Linked DNA regions of Mus musculus: region 2 is linked to region 1. Evidence: chromatin contacts called from public Hi-C data. All regions are on one chromosome and are shown on one strand. The core of a region is the stretch at or near the end of the contact, and the rest is flanking DNA. Distances in the headings are between cores, read along the strand shown.

Evidence for each region. Hi-C and Micro-C count contacts between places; a contact is called where the count stands out from the background.
Region 2: a Hi-C map of bone marrow-derived macrophages shows a contact between it and region 1, with 1.8 times the contacts expected there. The contact joins two enhancer-like sites. A contact is called at or near these places in 4 of 484 Hi-C or Micro-C datasets (the HPC-5 cell line, bone marrow-derived macrophages, nephron progenitors and 1 more), 1 of 115 datasets of contacts at active chromatin or transcription factors (microglia) and 1 of 9 other capture datasets (bone marrow-derived macrophages).

The regions. Positions count from the first base shown.
Region 1 is chr5:43,115,506-43,119,966 of GRCm38.p6, forward strand. No RefSeq gene overlaps it. Among named protein-coding and RNA genes, the nearest start is that of Gm43700, 79 kb to the left of the region's middle. Within about 2 kb of position 1,491, at least 31 of the 459 cell types and tissues checked have an H3K27ac peak or open chromatin away from gene starts, as enhancers often do. A contact at or near this core is called in bone marrow-derived macrophages, where this site is marked.
Region 2 is chr5:43,183,978-43,188,986 of GRCm38.p6, forward strand. It overlaps Gm7854 (predicted gene 7854), which reads right to left. Exons shown (of 8, transcript NR_028417.2): 4 at 4,854-4,966; 5 at 3,556-3,628. Among named protein-coding and RNA genes, the nearest start is that of Gm46911, 24 kb to the right of the region's middle. Within about 2 kb of position 1,659, at least 24 of the 459 cell types and tissues checked have an H3K27ac peak or open chromatin away from gene starts, as enhancers often do. A contact at or near this core is called in bone marrow-derived macrophages, where this site is marked.

The DNA of each region.
Region 1 (4,461 bases), core at 241-2,740:
ATCCCATCTGCTTTGTTAGGAAATCAGCAGTTCAGTTAAAAAGATTCAGCAGCAGCAGCTTGATCCACATATAAATACTTCACGAATATACCAGCAGTCCAGTTCGGTAGTGTTGGGATAGCAACCACAAATCAGCAGCAGTGGCACTACCTAGCAGAGACAGCCATGCCTCAGCGGAATAGGTATGAGTCAGCAGAAAGAAGCATGACCACCACAAAAGACACCAAGAGAAATTCTTTGCATGCCTCCCTCAAGGAAGCAAAGATATTCAAGCAAGCCCCTCTCACATTCCATTGAGTCCTACTTACCCTCCCTCCAAACATCATGTGCCCTCCATGTGTCTTGCCTCAGCACATGAGTCTGTCTTAGTAAAACTCCACATGAGTCTGAACCATCTGACATCACTCTGCCAATAGGCCCAAGGAAGCAGCAAGAAGCCACCAGAGCACCACCAGAAGGGTTTTTTTCTTGGTGTGTTTCTCTCACTATGGAGTCACAACAATCAGCTCAGCTACGCATTGTAAGGTGAACCAATACATCATGTTGTTAGCAATGAATCCTTCATCATATGTCTTTTCACGTGCTTGCTTTAGCAAAACATCCTTTCACCTGTGTCTGCTTCAGGATGACACTCCTTCACATGTTCACCCCAACAAAATTCCATCCCACACAACTGACTTTCCAAAGAACCCTTAAGTTTCCACTTCAGTCATATGTTATAGCCTAGCCACTAATCTGATCAACTTTTTTTCTGTGAATAAAATCATACATGTAGTCCTTTGACTTTAGTTATTTCCAAGAGAGAGGAGGAAGGTGCAGTGAGAAAAAGACAGAGACATAGAGAGACAGTGTGAGACAGAGAAACACACACACAAAGAGGGGAAAGCAGAGACAGAAAGCTTCCATTCTTCCTCTACGTGCTAGCTTCCTCAACCCTAAAGGAATTGACTGCACATCACTGATGTCATGTCTCTTTAGGAATGGGGGCTGGGAGTGGGGGGCAAACTTATGCCAGGGTCTGAACTTCATCCAAGTCATGTTCCACATTGCACTGTATTTACTACCACCTTTATTACACCTGGAGCAAGGAAGACATGTGTTCAAAATTGTCTGATAAATAATTAGTAGGTTCAAGATTCAAACTTGAGCCTTGGGACCCCAAGATCATCAAATAATGCCTTAATAAATGTGTGCTTCTTCTAACTCTCTTCTGCAAGACTTGCCGCAAGTCTTTGAACTGAACAAAATTGCTTGGTGACCAGGAAAACCTGCTTTTCTATACCCTGGTAGGAGAGAATGCTCCATAATTCAGTTCAGGCATGTCAAGCTAGAGAAAGATCAGCACATGAGCTTGCGTGTCTGAGTTGAACTCCGGGAGTTCTAATTGTCATACAGTCAAGGCTCAGAGCTGATGTCACCAGTCTGCAGGCACCCAGATGTGAGCCTGTGCAGAGAGAATGCTATAAGGGGGAAAACGGAGGTCATGTGAGACTGAGGGAGAGACATAATTAATGTTACTGACAATGAAAAGCTCAGCTGGTGAGCGACAAATGAGTCAGCACTGGGCTTGATGTTGAAACCAAATGCTCTTCTGTTGCTCAAATTCCTACTTGTTTTGCAAAACGATAAGACAAGTTCTTGATCAATGCACACAAAAACGTCAACTTAAGAACACTATGCAAAATATAGGCAGAAAAGCACCCCCCGCCCCCATCTCTTTCTCTCTCTGTCTCTCTCTGTCTCTCTGTCTCTCATGTACATTCTTAAGTATCGTTTTAGTTTTGCCATTCCCACTGTAGAGTTTTTGAGGCTTTCCATAGCCCAACCCAAGTTTCCCTTCCTTATCATCATCATCATCTCATCTGAACCCAGAGGCAACTCTACCTGGGCCACAAGTCTGTCCTGTCTCCAAATCAGAAACACAGGTCAAGAAAGGACACGGCTTGGGTGATGGACGATGAAAAGTGTCATGTATTATCAACTTTTATCTAGGAATGCCTTTCTTACTTTGCTCCCCACAAGCCAATTCTGCTTGGTTTAACCACTTCTGTTCCCTTCTTCAGGGAGTGAATAAGTCCCTGCATCTAGTTTAGGATTCAAAGTTATACAGAACAGGACACTATGATTTTCCCAGACCTAGTAAGTTCAAAGTATCAGAGGTACCACCAGCTAGGCATGCCAGCATGTCTCACCCACCAAACTCTGGTATTCATAAAAGTCTCATCTTTATATAGCAAATTCATCTCCGCCTCTCCATTTTGCTCAGCACATTGTTTTGTTTTGTTTTGAACGAAGTAGGTCCTAGCCAACTAATACTAACACTATTTGCATCAATAGGCATCTCTAAGAATGATGGTGATGTGTCATTTTGCATGACAGTTGGTGCTTCTTGGACACAGAGTCAAGCAGATTATTTAATAACACAAGCATCTTACCAGACAGCAGAGAGAGGGGGAAGGGACAGAGCAAAAAAAAAAAAAAAAAAAAAAAAAAGTTCTGGATTAACACAGATGCTGCTCCATTAAATTATTTAAGAACTAAAAATTATGTAGGATTTGCCATTGACAGAGTTTTGAAATGAAAGGACAAATCCGTGGGTCTGTTTCCTGTTGACTAAAATTCATCTAGTCTATTCTGCTGAAGTGGAACTATTAATCTTGACTTTTGGAAGTGTATGCCAATAATAATGAAGCATTGGCTTTCGGTAAATTACAACGTGCTAGGAGTTTGCTGAGCTCTTGCAGATATTATCACATTAAATCTTCTCAACGGCCTCACAAGGAAGAAATTGTCATTGTTGTTATTATTATAATATTCCCGCTCCGTATCCCTCTTTGGCGATGAGGCCTCAGAGAGGCGTGATAATTTGCCTAAAGTTGCAAAGCAAGTCATTGGAAAAAGTAGATTTAAATCCAGACCTGTATGTAGCTACCAAGGCAATGCTTGGCATAAGTTTGACTCGATAAGGTAAATCGGGCTACTTGAATTATAAAAGCCATCGGGCTACTTGAATTATAAAAGCCATGTCTCCCCATAAATAGCATATACCTCTTCATTCTGTAAGTAGCAGAAATGAGATTTAAAGAAAAGATGGAATTTTGGACCTTTGGACATCATAGCTGACGAAAGGGTTTGCAGCCCCATAGGAAGAATAGCAATATCAACCAACCAGACACCCCAAAGCTCCCAGGGACTAAACCACCAACCAAAGAGTACACATGGGGGGACCCATGGCTCCAGCTGGATATGTAGCAGAGGATTGCCTTATCGGGCATCACTCAGTCCTGTAGAGGCTCGATGACCCAGGGTAGGGATGTGCTAGGGTGCTGAGACAGGAGTGGGTGGGCAGATGGGGGAGCTCCCTCATAGAGGCAGGGGAGGGGGGAGAGGATAGGAGATTTGTGGAGGGGAAACTGGGAAGAAGGATAACATTCGAAATGTAAAGAAATAAAATAACCAATAAAAAAAAAGAAAGAAAACAAAACCCAAAAAACCCCATGATAGCTGAAACAGACATCTAAATTAATACAAACAAGTTTATATCCAGCAGCTATCAAAGCTGTTTTCTTAATAACATTATGATGCAACTCTAACTTGTGTGCTACCCAATTTGTTTAGCTAAAGTTACAATTGAGAGGTTTTTTAATCTATTCACCTGAGATAAGTCCATCACCGTAAATGAACTGAAGAGCTATCCCATCCCCTCACATCAAAACCCTATGTCCAGATACACATGGTGTTACATCCCAAGCTCTGCGTGGTCTTGCTGACATGCTGGTCAGAGATTAAGTTAAGTGGGCTTTGAACTTGCCATTTTCCCACTTCATACTTTCAAGTGTCTGGAATTATAGGACTAAACCACCAGACCAGACCACATACCTATTAATAGATCCATTTAATACATAGTTTCTGTCAATGACTTCTTTTACTTACCATTGGAATTTGATTGTTTGCTTTTGTTGTTTTATCTTTTAATATGTTGTAGTGGCCTCACTCAAGGCAGCAAGGAGTAGCTGATAAGAGGACATTTCCCCAGTTCCCATTATCCTCAAAATAGGAGCTATTTAAAATGAAAAGGAAACCCAAAGCAAAGTTCTTTGTATACCTTATGGGATAAAAATCTACCTCTCACATATACAGGAAAATTCATGCACGAAGGTTCTGAGATTAAGAGTATCATACATGAGTTGAGATACAAATTTTATAGAAATAATTAAGTTAAAATATGCCCACTAGAGTAGATTCTAAACCAATATAACTAGTCTTATAAGAATTAAAAGTTCAGAAACACACACACACAAGCTGAGAGAGAGAGAGAGAGAAAGAGAGACAGAGACAGAGACAGAGACAGAGACAGAGACAGAGACAGAGAGGAAGAGTGAGAAAGAGAGGGGGAGAGAGGGGGAGGGAGAAGGAGGGAGACAGACAGACAGACAGACAGACAGACAGACAGACAGACAG
Region 2 (5,009 bases), core at 409-2,908, 69 kb after region 1:
TCACAGCAGTAGAAAGCCAAACTAAGTATTAGGTATTAGTGGGATGAGAACAATGCATTATTAGGTAGATTCCAAACAGCAGAAACCCCAAATTAAAGATGAAATGGGATAGCCATTAACTTACTTTTAAGCTTCCTGACAGCCAAAATACAAAACAACACAAAACAACAAAAAGTATAGTCATTTAAAAAGACTGAAATATATCTTAGAAGATCAATGCTATTACTGGATGAGAATTTCTAGAGAAAATATATTTCCACACTTTTTCTAAGGTGTTCAGTTAGTGTAATAGCATGGAGCCATCAATAGTATCCTTGAGCTAAATGTAGCAATGTAACAACAAGCTTGTCAATAAAAACCACATACTTGGATTGCTTTGAGATACTGGGATTAAACCAAAGCAATTCACAGACACTATGAATTAATTAAAGAAGAACTTCTAGAATTACATATAAAATGAGAATCCTAAGGAATACAAGAAGAGATGATCTCAAAGTTACTTTGTCTTGGTCATTGAAAGGTTATTTTTATTTCTTAGGAAAAATAATTCAAGAAAACAAAATTAATAATGCTTTGAAAGAAAAAGCAGAAAACTTCCATGAAAGGATAAACCAGTTGTGTCAATCACCTTGAATTATATATTAACCCCCATGAGCCCCACTTGCATGGTCTTCCACCATCATTTCTTGTGGAACAAAGTCCTATTTGAATCATTGTCCCTTGCTAAATGCCACACATATTTGCACATAATAGTTAACCCTGTGTGTGTGTGTGTGTGTGTATGTGTGTGTGTGTGTGTGTGTGTGTGTGCCCGAGGCAATTATGTTTGTCTCTCAGCTTGATTGGGTTAAAAACACTTAAGGAGTTAATAAAATACCTCTGGGTACGTTTGTGACGGTACTCTCCAGAGACTGGATCAGAAGTTCTATGACCTAGTGAATAGATTACTCCCTTGATTAGTTCACAATAACACTGTATTATGGGAAGTGGTGGAAGGAAGGGGGCAGGCCTAGCTGGAAGAAGTGGGTCACTGGTGGTATGCATCTGGTGGTTATATCTTGTGCCAGTCTCTTCCTGTGCCCTGTTTTCGGTGCTTCCCATTCAGCCTGGCCACATGTTCTTACCATCATACTGTTCTGCCCAAGTGCACTGTGCCACAAAACTAGAATATGAAATGAATCCTCTGAAACTATGTACCTCCCTCCTTAAGTAGCCTTTTTTTTTTTTTGTCTTTTCCTCCCTTTTTGGTCATGACCATAAGAAAAAATGAACAACACAGCACATTTTACTGTAATTGTTTAATGTCTGACTTCCCTGCTGGAAAGATGAGAAACTGGCTTCTTTGACATGTCAATTCTTGGTATGGTACATGGTTCAGTATGGAAAAATAATCAATAAGCTAATTCACTACAGAAGTCTGGACTTTGGGGACCATATTATATGCCCTCAAAATGTTTAAATCCTAACCAAGATAAGGGTTTGTTTTTAGAGTAGATGAGCTAAAATGAGATTGCATGGAGAGCTGGATGTAGATATGTATCTGGAGAAACCAAGGTGCGAATAGTCAGGTATGAACACAATCCTGGAAGAGGCAGCTTCCTTCCCAGACTTCTGGAGGAACCTTGTGAACAGTCTGACCTCACTCTTGTGTCTTTCACACAGCCAGACAGGAAGTTCCTGTTGTTTCAAATCTTAGTTCCTTTTATGAAATGGCCTTCACTTAAGTCACTACAGTGACCTTAAGATCCTTTCTGTGGTCCACTTTCTACAAATAGGGTTTTCCTCACGAGGCTTTATAAGGACAGAGAAGGCTACACTGCCTTAGTCAGCAGCCATACTATGGTGACAAAGGCCATACCTATGTGGAGTCTGACATCTGTTCCAGTAAAGATGGCGCCTTTCTCCCCATTTCCCAGGCTTCTGTGAAACACACTCACACGCATCCATCTTACAATACAACCTCCGATGCTAACTTGCTTATGATTTTGACCAGTTGACTAGACTCCCTGGGTTTCCTCATGCTAAGACACAAGTGGAAGAATCTATGAAAGTCTAAATTATGGCATTAGACACGAAACTCCTAATCTGGTCCCCAATGCACATTAAAGAGTCTGAAAGCTGTCAGTGTACTCCCTTTGCTTTCTTGTTCTGCTTGTACTGAAATATAGATTTCCTCTCCAAGAAAGTGAGTAGGCTCTTAAATGCTATAACAATGTTAAGGCATTTTCCTTTAATATTATAATTTAACAATCTTGTACACTATTTAGAAGGTCAAGGAGATAGTTTGGGAAAAAAAAGAAAAAAAAGAAAGATGATAAATAGATGCCATTTCAGTTTAAGAGGAGAAATACAGTGTGTGTGTGTGTTTGTGTGTGTGTGTGTGTGTGTGTGTGTGTGTGTGTGTGTGTGTGTATGCACATGAACCACACATCCAAACTGGCATTTTAAATTTCTCATTAAAAAACAATTCTGGTTCATTGAGTTTACTTATAAACTCTGGCTAAGGTTTACACTTAAACAAATGTGTTTAATTCCATTGCACACCACCAAATTAGTCTAAGTGTAAACTCAAACTCCATATCTTACAAATGTGTTTTTCCATGCTCCTTTGTTCTAATTTTCATTGTTTAATTTTTTTTCTGCATCGCTTTTCAGTAACTATGTGTTCTTTACCAAGCCAAGGAGGGAAAACCAAACAGAAGCCGGGGAGAAGAGATATAAATGTGAAGCTGTTAGATTCCAGCGATTGCTTTCTAAAGAGTAAAGCTACCACTTGAGCCAGGACTAGCTAGAGAGAGATTGTGTTGGCACAAGTCCATTTCTGATGACTGGATTGGGGGAAATCAGCACTTTTGTTTCCTCAAAGCCCTCAATACTTTTGCAAGAAAATTCAGACTTAGGTCAACACCATATTACATAGAATGACTCCATTTCAACTACTAAACAGGGCCCAGCATGGTATACAAGTTAAAAGTCCCAATGAACACAGATGAGCATCTATTAGGAATTCCCACCACACTGTTGGAATTCAGGTTTGAATCCTAAAATGTTTGATGAGATTAAAATAAACAGCTGGTCAGTTCTCTCCAAACAGAAACACGAATGCTAAGGAGAACTGATAGCTGTCATTCTAACATCAGACAAAGAAGCAAGAAAACCATAAAAAGTACTCATAAACATATGTAACCCAGGAAGGTTCTCTTGCAGAGACACAGAGTATTAAATACAAGACATTATCAGGCCATTCTCTAATATAATCCAATAGGAAAAGACAAAGTCGCTGTACCCATCCTGCAGAAGGCTGAGAAATCAGAGCTAAGTACTCTGAAGGGCCCTTTTCCAGGTCCTTAGTTTCTACTTAGAAACACTGTTAATCTCCCAAAGCCATTCTTCCTCTCTAAATGAGCAGAATGATTCTGTCACTGATGACCCGCAATACTTTGGAGCTAGAATGTCCCCCAAGGGATCATGTGTTAAAGATTTTGTCACCAGCCTGTAGAACTTTTGGGAGGTGATTAAACTACTAGGAAGTGGAGTCTTCTGCAAGGAACTTACGTCATTTGGGGTTTGAGCTTCAGGTTACAGTCCATCATTAAAGGAAGTCTTGGCAGGAAGCTGGAAGCAGGAACTAAAGTAGAAACCATGGGAAGACAATGGTTACTGGTCACTCTCTGGCCACTAGCATAAAGCCCAGGCCCACCTCTCAGGGATGATACTGCTCACAGTATGCTGGGCCCTCCCATGTCTACCAAGAAGATGCCCCTACAGACATGCCTATGGGCCAATCTGATGGAAACAATTCCTTAACAGAGATCCCCTTTTCCCAGGTATGCCTAGGTATGTTTCAAGTTGAAAAACAAAACAACAAAACATCTAGTATCTTCATTAGAGTCTAATCTTATCCCAAATTCGCTTTTATAGTAAATATACTCCTGCCATAATTAATCTGCTTCTGAGATAATGACTAATTAATTAATTGATCTATTCATTAATTTATCTTGCCTTAATAACCCATCCAACATTTACTAGGCCCTGTACTCCATACTGTTGCATTGGTAGTAAAGTCTCCAATACATGAAACTTGGGGATACATTCAAATCATAGCACTGATAAACATAAAGAATGAAATAGAAAAGGAATAAAGAAAAATAAAATATACCTTAGCTGCAAAATGCATTAAAACTCTAGTTAGTTAATGAAGACAGTTGAAATTGATGAAATAATACCAGAAACAAAACAAAGTTAATTATTGGCTTTTATTTTCTTTGTCTGCTAATTTATTAGCTCTGATTTGAGCAACTTAATAATTAGCATTGGTTTCTTCTCAAACTATATGAGTTCTTCACAGGGGTTGTGAGGTTGTGTGCACATGCATGATCTTAAACATTACCTGTAGTGAGCTATTTGTTTTTGATAATTGTGTCTAGACAGTCTTTAGAAGTTAACTATTTAGAATGATAGTTCCCTTACTTGCATGATCCAAGCAAGGCTTTCCAATAGAGTTATGAGATAAGGAAGGAAAAGGAGTTGGCCTTACACTGGAAAATCACTCAGTTTTTACATTGGGATCAATACACACCTTGAAAATTCCCTGGAAAGTTGGCACATTGAAAACTTGATCTTTTTAAAGATATATTTTTTATTATTTTTAAATTTTTAAACCAAATTAGTGCATCACTTCCCTATTCCTTTCTTTCTTTCTAATCTTTCCTATGTTCCGTCCCTCTCAAATTGATTCTTTTTTCATATATATAATGAATTTTAGTGTTGCTTGTGTGTAAATGATACCAAGGCTGACCATTTTGTATTGGATAAGCAGTTAGAAGGCTAATCCCCTAGAGAGACTAATTTACCTTCATCCAGCAGTCATTAGTTAACCGTGGTTCTTTCTATAGGGGTAGGACCATATGAGACTTCTTCTTTCCATGTTTGAAGCACATCAGTGACCACTGTGGCAAGAATATACCTAAAGATGCAATACTGGTTGGTATGATTGCTGTTGTGGTAAC